2 separate regions of the Drosophila melanogaster genome follow, and region 2 is linked to region 1. Evidence: chromatin contacts called from public Hi-C data. All regions are on one chromosome and are shown on one strand. The core of a region is the stretch at or near the end of the contact, and the rest is flanking DNA. Distances in the headings are between cores, read along the strand shown. Region 1 overlaps CG42541. Region 2 overlaps lncRNA:CR32773 (long non-coding RNA:CR32773).

Region 1 (6,347 bases), core at 1,733-4,232:
TGCGGATTGAGTTTCACCTGGGCCACAATGCCGACCAGCAGCTCGTCCACATTGTGATCCAGTCCCGAGGACGTCTCGATAAACTTGCACGCTATTTCCTTGGCCACCTTGCGACCCACTGAAATTGGAGAATTGGTGGTGTGTGACCAACTGGATTAGTTCTTAGCCCTCATTTAAATAGTATAGAATATGTTCTTGCAATGTCGTTTTACAAATGAAAAAAATGGCTGTGCTTTAATTCGAACAATCAACATACAAGAATTGAATAGATTGCTTACTCTGACGGGTGACAACTCGGTGTCGCTGCAGATCCGTTTTGTTGGCCACCAGGATGGCTCCGCGGGACAAGAGCATCTCGTTCTCCTTGAGATACTGCAGGACACGCTCGGCTGCTGCGAAAGTGTTTCGATCTATCACAGAGTAGACCACCACGAAGAGGTCGATGTTGTAGGTGGCGCAGAAGGCCTCCGTCTGCAGGCGAGAATCAATTTTGTGGTGGAAAAATAATAGATGAGCCATATGGCGCAGAAAAGTAGGCTACAAAAATCGTTCAAATGAAATTTCAAGCTGCCTGACGACGAGCTGGGTGGATGGAGCCCAAAAGGGGTGGAAAAGTTCACGTTGTTACAGCTGAGACGCCTGACCTTGCTCGGACCTAAAGACCTAAAGCTTCTCTAAGTCCAGACTTATGAAATCGCACATGGGTAACCGAAAATTGCAAATGGTTTTGTGTTGAATATTTGCAAATTGCAGTTGCAATTCGCTTTGTAATTTGCAATACTTCGATGTCAATGTGCTTATTCCTATGCCATCACATTGTTTCTCCTTTAAAGTGACGGCCGACAAAGTTTAAATGAATGATTTGGCAAATGTGTCAGTGGCAGATGGGTGTAAGTCAACAGCTTGATCCACTTAACCAGACTGGGAAAATCGGAAAAATCGGAAAACGGAAAAATTCCCTTCGCCTAGTTTTCAGGCGAATCGGTACTCACCGACATCTCGCATGCGGGATGATCAATAATCTCCAAATCCGTCTCAATGTTATCGACCAGCACCGACACCGTCTTCTGTCCGTAGTCATCATCTAAAAAAGTGTATATATATAAAATGAAAATGATGAATTTTCGCTATGCTTAATGGGCATACAAAAACTAATTGGAAATTATATTACAATATAAGAAAGCAACCAACGTGAAGTGCAAGTGGTTAAGCGTCTATTTCGAGGAGTGCATTTACATTGACCAAAAGCAAAAAATGAAAGGAAGCCCTGAGCTCTGAATGTTTTTACGGAAATCAAAATAACAAGTACTCGAATGCAGTTCTAGGGTCTTAAATCGATCAAATTGCACCAAGTGTGGGCAAGGGGGTGGCGACAACCATTGCAATGGGCGTTTGAGGGGCGTGGCGCCCATAAAACCGTAATCAAAGTGATTTTATTTGCCCAGCAAGTTAATGTCGCAATTGACGCTCCCCTTTCTCTGTCCACATTGACTTGTTTTTTGTTTTTGTTTTTTAGCCCAGCCATGAAACGTGGAAAAGGACGCAGACAGTGAACTTGGAGTGGAGGCCACTGGGTGTTGGCAACTGGGAACTGACCCTCGGTGCTCCGTATTCGCTACTCTGGAGCCGTAAAGCCTTTTTGTCCCATTGGAGCACACGGAAAGTGCTACGTCACACTGCAACACTGCCAGAAAATTATATCCTATATTAAACAATTGGAAATTTCCTTATTTAAACTAATATTTTCAATGTAAACGGTAGAAATACGGTTTTTTTTTTTATTTAATTGGTTTGGCTAAAAAGCGTCACACAGGTAAAAACGTACATCGTGTAACATCGTTACATCTTTCTTTTTCTAAAAACTCCAATTCGGTACGATTTTTGTCAGTGTACGAGGACCGCCTCCCCATGAACGCTTTGTCAGCAGCTTGACACAAGCCAGCAGGATGAAGGGGCAGCTTGGTTGGCTAGAGCAGCGGAAAAGGACGAAAGGAGCTGGGTAGAAGTTGCAGGAGCAGACGATGACTGCAGTTTGCGTCCGACTCTGTTTGCATTCAGCTGTGGCAAATATTTAGACGCCATTCGACCTCCTGCATCCAAATGGTGAAATGTTTAAATGACTAGAAACAAAAAAGCCCAAACACTTCGCAGCTTAATTTGCATGTTGCATGTAATTTACCATGCGTGGGCGTTGCCGCACAAATTGAATAGAAAAAGCAAACGTGCTGTATTGCCATTGTCGGTGGCCGAAGAAGCCCCCTTCTTCCTTTCAACGTGAACTTGGGTCCTTCGACGGCTTAGCCGATTAGCTATGCAATTGGGGGGCGGGCGGCAAAAGGCGAACGGCGAACGGCAACCGCGAGTCATTGCAATGCAATTATCCAAACGCCTGTGCAAACAAGCCAACGGAAAGCGGGGAAAAGCAGGGAAAAGCAGGGAAAGCACCATGCGATTTTGGTGAGATTACACGCGCTGGCCGCCCATAAAAGCGAAACATTTTCGGGGCGTGTATTATTAGCCACTGATGGCTAAAATAAGTGCTGTGTCTGAAATGGCTGAGGATTATTAGGGCTTTCTAGAACAAGTCAAATATAGACTGTAGTCTATTTTCGTTTAGATGCCACAGGTACAGTTTTGGGTACAGTTGTGTTCAAAAGGTGTGTTTTATAGTGTTGCTCTACAACAGTGGTTGGCATAAATGTAACTGAAATCAGGGCGATTTTCCAAAATCAGAGCCCACATAGATTTACTCGAAACGGACACATGGCATGGTAATAAATTTACCATCTGCTTTCGAGGGCGTGTCCAAAGCAGTTCCGCCGCCCACAGATTTCTGTGGTCATGCAATCCTGGCAGCCATTAGCGGAATATGGCTAAGATGACGCCCACACGCAAAAGCACATAGCAATTTGCGTGTGATGTGCAGGAAAGCATTCGAGTATCGAAGCCACACACGCAGCCCTCAAGCAGTGCAAGCAGTGGAAGCAGTGCAGCTGGCAAGCTAGAAACCAGTCCGTATGACAACTCATCTATGGTAATTGCCAACAATGGTTGGCAACCAAAAGTTCAAAGACCCCCAGCACACACACACACACACGCACACACACTCGCACACACACACACACACACACTCGCACACACAATTGTCATAAAGTTCGCCCCTCCTTGTGGACTAATTAAAGTTCTTCCCAGTTTTATTATCTCCACCACACACAATCCTGCACAAACGACCATGGCAATGCCACTTTTCGGCCCTTTGGGCCTTGTCCAGCTTCAAATGCCAGTGAGACGAACAGTGAGCAATCGTAGCCCGTATTGCACAGGAAAGTACAATGAAGTTGATGACAATGATATAAGTACGTCGTACTTCATTAATATAGAATATCCAAATCGCATGCATGCGCTTGCCGCCTGACCAGAAATCATCCGCTGGCAACTGTTGCTGCACGGCGACACACACATGTTGCGTCACTTGCAGCAGAAATTATCCGCTGCTAATGAAATATTGGGTTTCGGCAACTTTCGCCATGATCTTATTACTCCAGCCAGAACTCAAGCCGTTGAGCTTCCAGCAACCCAGACGTAATTAACTCAGTGCCAGAACACAAGTGTGGTCCATTAAAGTCCGCTGCTCAAAAGGTAATTCGATAGTGGCACAATTCAATTAATTCGACTTCGGAGCGGATGCACTAGCATCTTTTGGCCCGACTAATTATGTCAATTTTCGCCAGACCCTGGTAGACAAAAAAACAAAAGTAAGAGTTTTCCGGCTTTGAGCACAGCTTATCCATGCCATGCCCGTATGGCACTTGGAAAACTGAACTAAGGTAAGACTAGAGACTTTTAAGTCACTGCAGTTTCCCTAATACGCTTGATATGCATTGCCTTGCATCGTTCTTGGTAGTAACAATAACAAGCCATGCCAAATGCCAAATGCTGACTTCAGAGGGAAGAGACGGAAAAACACTGCATCCCAGTCTATTTGCGACTAATGCGATTTTCTGGACGAGAAGCGGGACACTAAGCCGTTGGCAGTGGAAATCCTTCTCCACTTCACTGTGAAAATCCACTTAAAAGCTCCAAAGCCGCTATTAAAGTGGTTGGCAGCCAACTTGGCCATGTTCTCTAGCGTTTCCACACTCCAGGATCCGGTGATATGGTCGCGAAAGTTAATGAAATTAGCGCCGGCGGTTTTCATATTTTATGACTTTGTGCCATAATTAAAATGCAAATGTGTTTGATTAAAAGCCGCGTAGTGGAGCGCCAGCGGAGGGGATTCTGCAAGGGCGACTCCATTTTCAATTATATTGCCTAACGTGGACGAAAAGTACTTTTTCGAAATTTATCCAAACTTAGATAGCCATTTACATAGGTACGTGATTCACTTATAAATTTTATACAATTTACGCATTTCATATGCGTTGCTTAACCTGAACAGTTTCTAATAAAATAACTACAAGAACTAAGCATTCATTTGATATTTGATTATTTGGTTACAATTGGAAAAGAGCCTGGTAAAAAATGAATTTCGTACACCGACTTACCGAGACTCAGGTCGTAGGCGCATATGTAATCGGAAGTGGTGAACTGGTAAGTCAGTGTGGTCTTGCCCACTCCGGAGGCGCCGAGCATGGCAATTTTGTAGGCTGGAACATTGGGATCCCCGTCGATGACTTCGCCCGATGCCCCCGATGCGTTGCTACGAAGATACAGGCAATACGAATAACATTAATAAGCGAATCAGCGAGGCACAGTGGGCCAACCTCATACGTATGCAATCGAAATCAAAATGAATATATACATATTTATATGATAACTAATCTTCTGAACTATCAAATGGAGTAACAGAGTTAAAAAAAAATCAATAGCAAAACAATAAGTAAAATACCAATTAATGGGATTGTTGTCACTGTTCGGAGAAGGCGTCGTTTTCCTCGTCAATGAGATGGAAAACGCTTTGGCATTGTTACGATTCATCCCCATCTTGGGTTACCCGTCCCCAAACTCCAGACTCCAAGATGCCGTTGTTAATGGCAGCGGAAAGTGTTTGGTGTGGAAATTGTATGAAATTAGTCAGTCTATATAGACGCGAAAATGCCGCACGTTTCGCATTGTTGTCGCCATGTGAACTGTCATTTCATAAACAATTTATTGCCAGCCAGCCACTTTTGTTCGCCGAACACTGAACATTTGAACACTGAACATTTGAACATTGAACTCACCTATTGTGTCGATCCACGCCGCTGTTTGAGGTGCCGGTGGAAGTCACGGAGTTGATCGAACGTGACCTGCGGCTTCTGTTCCAGGAAAATACAAAAAGAAGAATAATAAATGGCTGACAAAAGTATCAGGGCTTTAGGAACTTGCCTCAGGGAATCGCCCAAATTGCAGATGCCATGGGAGGTGATGCTGAAGCTTCGCAGACGGTAGTAGGTCATGTCCGGATCACCGGCATGGATGGCCGAACGTCGCATCTCCGCCAGGCGGGGCTGCAAAGTAAAAGAAAATAGTAAAATTCAAAAAGAATGATAACATTTACAAAATAACGCATACGTCATGTGTCCTGCATCCTAGGCGTATACGCAATGTTACACGCATAAAAATAGCGCATACGCGCCGTTGACAAAGCGTACAAGCATTTTTCAATTACATTTTATAATGATAAGTACCATAAAGCCCACAACTGATGCCCCTGCACAGATATTTTATATCTCTTAAGCCTTTACAAATGGAAAACATACGTCGAATTTAAGACACCTCCAGCAGTTTTGGGCCCGAAACGAGTAGCGAGCACAAAGTACCGGCTCCTGTTTCCTGCCAATTGCAGGGCGGTTGCCCCCGATGGGCTTACGGGACACACATATTTGCGGTTGGCCTTTTGGGCAATGGTGGCACAAAAGTTTCTGCACTTTTTCGGCTCCCTTGGGGGTTTCAGCCTTTCTGGTTTTATTCCTTTTTTTTTTGTTTGCTTGCAGGCGACGGAAGTAGCAGTGAAGTGTGAATGGATGTGGGCCTGCAGTCGACAAGTTTGCTCTTTTTTTTTGTTTGGTGTCGAGTGCGACGCACACTTGACACTATTAGGCATTTAATGCTGAGCCCCGGACTCTGGGCAAAAAATACCCGTCATTTCGCCGGTGCGACCCATCAATGTGCAATGTGCTTGCCATTGATACCATTTGAAGGTTTTCCCGCTCACTTTGATTGCAACCAGCGCCCATTGAAGAGAAATTGCAATTTCCAGACGGCGCATCTCTGTATAAGGTTCTGTGCCGGAAAATGTGAAAACTTCGGGTCAATGACCCCCGGTTGGCCCACTTTCTTGCCGCTTTGAGTCCCTTGCGACAATG
Region 2 (6,347 bases), core at 2,534-5,033, 610 kb after region 1:
ACAATTTTCCCATTTCCCAGGAAGGGGCCAGTTCCAAGTCGGTGAGTGAGTGAGTCGACACATCAAAGCAAGTGCACAAATTAAGCTAAACAAAACCAAACAACAGCAAGCAACTCGCATACACAGGACATTCCAGTGGCTCTGGGCAAAGGGGTATTGATTAAAATTAACTTTTATAGGGTTAACTTGAACATTGGGACTTCATCACGAAAATATAATGCATATAATGGATCATAGGTGACAGCAAGCAAGATGACAGATCTCTTATGTGATTTAAAAACATGGCCCCCATTGAGCTACGCCACTGGGGTGGGGACAGTCTTGTCGGCATTCTTTCAAAGCGTATGCCCCGCCCCTCTTATCCGACCCGTGGCCCCTGAAAAGTTAGCCCCAAGTTGCAGGAGCGTCAGATGAAGTTGCTCCACTTCAACTCACACACTCAAGCCTCGCTTGGTTAAGCATGTGTGCGCGCGTGTGTGTGTGTGTGTTGACTAGTGTGTGTGTGTATGGATGAAAGTTCAACTTGAAAGTAGCTGGTAGATGGCTGCCTTTTTTTCAGCGCAACTTTGACGACTCCCCCCAGCCCGCAGCACGAAAAGGACGAGCCAAGACGACATTCCTGGGGGCCAAGGAAAATTCAGAAAACAAGCAGGGAATATGTGGGCTTGCACAATGTGGGTGCGGATGAAAAGCAGTAGTTTTTTTTTTCCTGCAGGAACCAATCTATGGTATTGCGTAAACAAGGCGTCAATCAATCGATCGATCGTTTCTATTTATAATCGTGAAAATGCAAGAAAATTGAGTAGAGATACTGGGGAATGGATGTCCCTTGTTTACAGTCTTAAGAGCAATATACATAAATTTCGTGGAATCGCGGTTAACTTTTCTTTTTTTTTCGTTGAGTAGAAGCTGCAGTTTAAAATGACGTTTGTACTTAGAATTGGTGAAAAATTTCATTTACGATTCCAGTCTTATTCGTTGTACCGACATTCAAGCATGCATTTATTTCATCTTTTCAATTTGCGTCCAAAATATTTCTGTTGAACTTTGGCCAATAAAAGGAACCCAATTAGCCTCATCGTTACTCATTTTATGAGTGAAACATGTCGGAACACCTGAGTTGTTTTTATTTTGCAATAATAAATGGAATTGAAGTGCATAAATGGTAGTATAGCTATCAAATAGCCTCAATCGATTTACGCAATTTTCGCTTGCTTCCGTACGGAAATTTTTGAGTGCCAATTGCACTCGACGTTTTTGTATTTTGTGAGAAAAACATCCCCACATATCGAAGAGGCATTAACTAATTTTATTAAGCCATCATCAAAAAGCCGGACAAATTGCACCACGACGGCTGGATGGGCAAATAGGACTACGAACGCAAAAGGAAAAACTGCGGGCTAGCTACGAAAATTAAATGGACTGGAAAACTGGTCACTCACTCGTGCCTAAGGAACACTTTTCGGGGGTGGAATATCATCCATCCATCCAACCAACCAACCATTCATTCATTTCTGTACAGAGTGTGCGTGCATAAAACATTGCTTATTACAACAACAGCAGGAGCAGCAACAACAACAAAAACAACTGGACCTGGGACATCCGCAGAGCAACAAAATTCCCAAAATTCTGTACACAGAAAGGAGCTTCGATGCAAATTTGGTTGCTCCTTTTGGCTCCTTTGGCTCCTGCTGGTGCTGCTCTTGTTGTTTTCCCCGCTGCTGTTGCTGTTGCTGCTGTTGTTGTTGTTGTGGCAGAAACTAATGGGGCACAATGTGTCCACACACACACACACACACTCGCATAGGCACATACACGCACACAGACACACCGCCTCGGGTTGAGAGCAAAGAGTCCTGGCCTTAAACATGAGCTAAATCATCTGTAAATGCGGGCCTCAGCACGAGTCTCGGTTCAGTTAACTACACTGCCAGAAAAGCCCGATGAGCTATAAAATGTGAACAAAGTTTTACAAAAAAAAAAATCACCGCAGCAATATATTTTAAATGAGCAGCACATTTCAGTTTAAGTTGAAATGCATTATAATTCTCATTTTACATTAAATAAATAAACAATTTAATGAAGGATCATTTCATTTCTTCGCGTGTATTCTTCTTCGGTCTATCGTTTGATTCAGCCCCGTTTGGGCTAGTTGGTTTGGGTGGAATCAGTGGGGTTTTGGCCAGCATCGCCAGCCTCATCAGCCATGGCCAACAGCACAGTCGACCACGTCCTCACAATGCACACGCACTACGCACATGTATGTGGGAGGATGGGTCGCATGAGGCAGATGAGGCGGTGGTCGGGATATGGTTATTCCAGTGGGTGGCGCTTCAATGGTCAAGTGGGATGGCTGCTGCTGCTGACGTTGCTCTGTAGCCGTTTCAGGCGAGAAAATTAAATTGGCCAAAAGTTGAATCCATAACTTTTGGCTATGGACTGGACACACACTCACACTCGTCTGTGAAAATTGAGTGTGTCCAGGATGGGTAGTGAAATGGAAATGGAAATGAGAATGGGAATGGGATTGGAAATGGAAATGGGAATGGGAATGGGGCTGAATGAAAATGGATGGGCAGCAGAGGCGGCCATTTTGGTTCGACCCCAAGCGAAGGCCGGAAAAATACGTGTGCGAAAATGGTCACAATGAAAATGACCAAACAGAAAATTGGCAATGATAAGCCAGCTATAACTGAGCCAAAACAAAAAACAGAAATGGAATCAGTTTTCTAATTTATAAATATATTTAGTTACCTGCAATTTAGGTAAATTTTAGAACAAACTAGAATTTCATATGAATTAAATAAATGTATAATATACTTTAAAGAGTTCGAAATGTGCATTTAATGAATTTAAATACTCAATGGCTTTCAAATTGTTCTAGTATTTCAATGATTACTTTAATGCTCAACTGTATTCCCATTTTTCTCATTTCAAATATTGCCGCCGCATAGCCCGAGGCCGTGGCAATATTTCCGATTAAATTTAATCTCAACTGTGATAAAAAAAAAACAAACTGCAAAATTAATACTTGACATACCGTGAAGACTTTTCCCAGCCAAGCGGAATGCAATAGGCGGCCGAAAATTCAGTGTCTGGTTTACTACCAAGGGCATAAAAACCTTAGTGGCTTTGGCTTGAAAAGGGGGCATCATGTGGAAACTCTCGTAATAACGGGAATGACGGGAATTTCAGGGACCACCAACTTGGGAGCTCCATTTTGGGGTCACTCTAATAAAGAGTCCGTGTCGGGATTCGGGAAAGCCCACTCCATAACATCCATACATGTGTGAGTTTCTGCTTAAAAGCCAACAGCAGCTGCCCCAAAAAACCATGAGGAAAATGGGAAATGCCGGAGGGGGGGAATCTCGGGTGGATGCAGTGGGGATCCGACGGCCTGGTTATGTTTGTTGCTGCCTTGTTGACTGGAAAATATGACCGCCAGCTGTTTGTTGTTCTCCAAACCAGCCGACCCACACTCACATATGGTGATGGGGCGGAAATTTATGCACTGCTGGACCCACCTTCTTTATTCCTGTGTATTCTGTGCCCACGTTCAACAGCCTCATGTCAAAGCTGATCAAGTATTTTAACCTTTTTCAGGACTCACAAGACTGAAATAACTATATTTCCTGCTTTTTTGTATTACTCGAAAATTGCTCAATAGTTACGAATGATTTTCTCGTAACATTTGTAAAAGCAATGTATCTTAAGGTATCTTCATTGGATATATGGAATAGCCGTGGCATTCAAAACCTTCCGTGTTCGCGCACACTACCGCCATCTGTCCGCTAACGCCGGCAACGAACGGGCGCCATCTATGGGACGGTGACAACACCTCCGGTTTCTTTCGCTGTGGTGGCAAAAAAAAGCAAGAAAACAGGCTTCGTCTTCAGCGACTTTACTTTGGGGGTTGATGCTTTGCACTCCGATTAAGGACAGGGTTGTTATTCGCAGCTGTCATTCAGAAAAACTTGCGAATTGTATGCTACTCAAGATCGTTAATATTAAGTTGTATATTCCTAACTCCTTATTTTCAAACAACAAATTAAAGCGGAAAATAAATAATAACCCATTTATTTTGGTAATTTATTTTTTATTCACTTTACATTTGTAAAGCGGTGAAAACATTAAATTGCACTTTCATTTTCACTTTATAACTTTATAAATCATTATTCACTCCCTATTTTATGAAAAACTTAAATGTTTCTATCACAAATTTAAGTTTTGGTAAGAATTGTACGATTTATTCATGCTAAACTGTTAGCTATTCGGTTGTTTATAATGCGCCTGCCTTTTTGTTCTACGTTAATTAAGTATGAGTGAAGAAATTAGACCAACCACTTCCAACAATGCTCAGCATTTAATTACGTGCTCTGAAAATGATGAGTTCATGTAATTTGAAATATTTTAATAAAATTAGCATCGGTGGTTCATAATTGACCCCATAATGCAGCCCCAAACGATCCTCCAACCACTTGTTGCCCCACTTTTGAATAGTTAAGGAAAGAAAACTAATAGAAATTATAACCCCTAGGAAAAAGCGGGAAAATGAAAAGGCGCATATGCGTGTTTTTGTGAGATTACAATAGGGGTGTTGGTGTAATGGTGTGAGGGTGGTAGTGCGGTGGCTAGAGTGTTTTAGTCGCTCCTGGTGGTCATGTGTCACCATTGGCCAAGTACTTCTCAAAGGACAGCGAAGATACACTCGAACGCACACCAATGCAGATCGAAAGAGAGCACGAAAGAGAGCCAGAGAGCAAGGGAGAGCGAGAGAGAGTGAGTGCAAAACGGAGCATTAAGGGTGCTTTTCTGCCGGCGTCGCTGCTGTGGTGAGTTTCCTTCGTTTGCCGTCGTCCTTTTAGATTTGTCACCACCAAAAGGGGAGGATTTCTGGGAGCAGAAAAAAAAATACAACGAGTAGGTGGGGGTCCTTGTGAGTCCTTGTTTTTACTACTATTATTGTTGTTGCTTTTCTGTTTTGTTTGCCAGCGTCGTCGACTGGATGTTTTTAGAAGTCTGTATGTATGTATGCGTGTTTGTTGTCCTGCGTGTGTGACAAAATGGTGAATTTGCTCTCGCCGTCGTTTTACATGGCGTTTTCCTTTCGTCCTTTTTTTTTTAATAAAATGGCAGCGCGTGTCCTAGCCAAAAGCAAAAGGAGGGTCCTTCTTTTCAACCCGCCCCTTACACAGTCGCCTCGCATATCAAATCCGAAAAACACAAAACAATAAAATGCTTCAGATGATGATGATACTGATTGATTGCGTTGCGTATTGGCGTTTGCTGGTTTTTTAATCTATTTAGAGTGCCTTGATCGCTTGTTTTGAAATAAAGAATATACATAAACATATGTCACTTAATCTGGAACCTAATGTGTTATGTATGCAAATAAAGCTACTTAAATATCAAACAACCCAAAATCCCGTTCTATATTATGTAACTTAACATCTGCTAAAAATGTATAACATTATGTTCATCTAAATATATTTTTTTCATCAATGTGTATATATTTAGATGTATATTTAGATACCAATGATAAGCCTAATTGAGCTTATAGCAAGTTTTTTCCATGATGATTGGGATGCTTAAAACATATAGATACAATTAATTTTTTGAGAAACAAGGTCCATCCTGCGCGCCAATAATTGGTTTTGTTTTCCAGTACTTCTTTTCTTGGGTACTCTTTATTTTCATTTTCGCAGGACTCTTTGGTTATTGCCAATTTGAGCTTGAGCAAGGCGGTCTTTCGTGTCAACCGTCGTCATTCTCAGACGCCATTGTAGTGCCTTGGTTTTTGTTGTTAATATTGTTGTTGATTTTATCGTTGTTGTTTTTTCGAGAAGCTTGTCCTGGCATTGTTGTTGCTCCTGTTATCCTGGCTTTGGCGTTGGCGTTGTCGCCCCGAGGGTGAAAATAAGGCATTCAAGCGAGAGACACATTCAACATCTATCTTATAAAGCATTGCACACATTTATACATATATATTATACATAGATATACAATAAACCGTGAATATAGCTTGTTGTTGTGTACATTTGCGGCAGTCGGCAACTTGCAAATTATTTAAGATGCCATCATTTATGTATATTGATTTGCCACTCCAACAACAACATCGTGAAGAACACAATTCCGAGGAAAATAGATAGATACTTACATATATGCGAGCACTAATTGAAATACTTTTATCAGTGTTTCTTGTCCTAGTCATGCACATCGGAAAAAATCGATTGGAACTGCAAGTTCAAGATACCCCTAGTTTAAAAAAAGATCGTAAGGAAATTAGTTAGTGCCTACATCTGTTCCTCAATAAATAACTATTTAAAGTGGTCACAGACTATCCTCAT

The links. A called contact is a pair of places that touch in the nucleus more often than the background predicts.
Region 2: a Hi-C map of the Kc167 cell line shows a contact between it and region 1, with 2.1 times the contacts expected there. The contact joins two enhancer-like sites. A contact is called at or near these places in 4 of 107 Hi-C or Micro-C datasets (the Kc167 cell line, embryo and pupal leg imaginal disc).

Annotation. Positions count from the first base shown.
Region 1 is chrX:3,896,564-3,902,910 of dm6, forward strand. CG42541 reads right to left here. Exons shown (of 13, transcript NM_001272295.1): 8 at 5,368-5,489; 9 at 5,223-5,297; 10 at 4,545-4,699; 11 at 993-1,084; 12 at 279-471; 13 at 1-118. Among named protein-coding and RNA genes, the nearest start is that of CG15239, 16 kb to the left of the region's middle. Within about 2 kb of position 2,983, at least 5 of the 39 cell types and tissues checked have an H3K27ac peak or open chromatin away from gene starts, as enhancers often do. A contact at or near this core is called in the Kc167 cell line, where this site is marked.
Region 2 is chrX:4,503,503-4,509,849 of dm6, forward strand. The region is part of intron 2 of lncRNA:CR32773 (long non-coding RNA:CR32773); the gene reads right to left. Among named protein-coding and RNA genes, the nearest start is that of CG3556, 24 kb to the right of the region's middle. Within about 2 kb of position 3,784, at least 29 of the 39 cell types and tissues checked have an H3K27ac peak or open chromatin away from gene starts, as enhancers often do. A contact at or near this core is called in the Kc167 cell line, where this site is marked.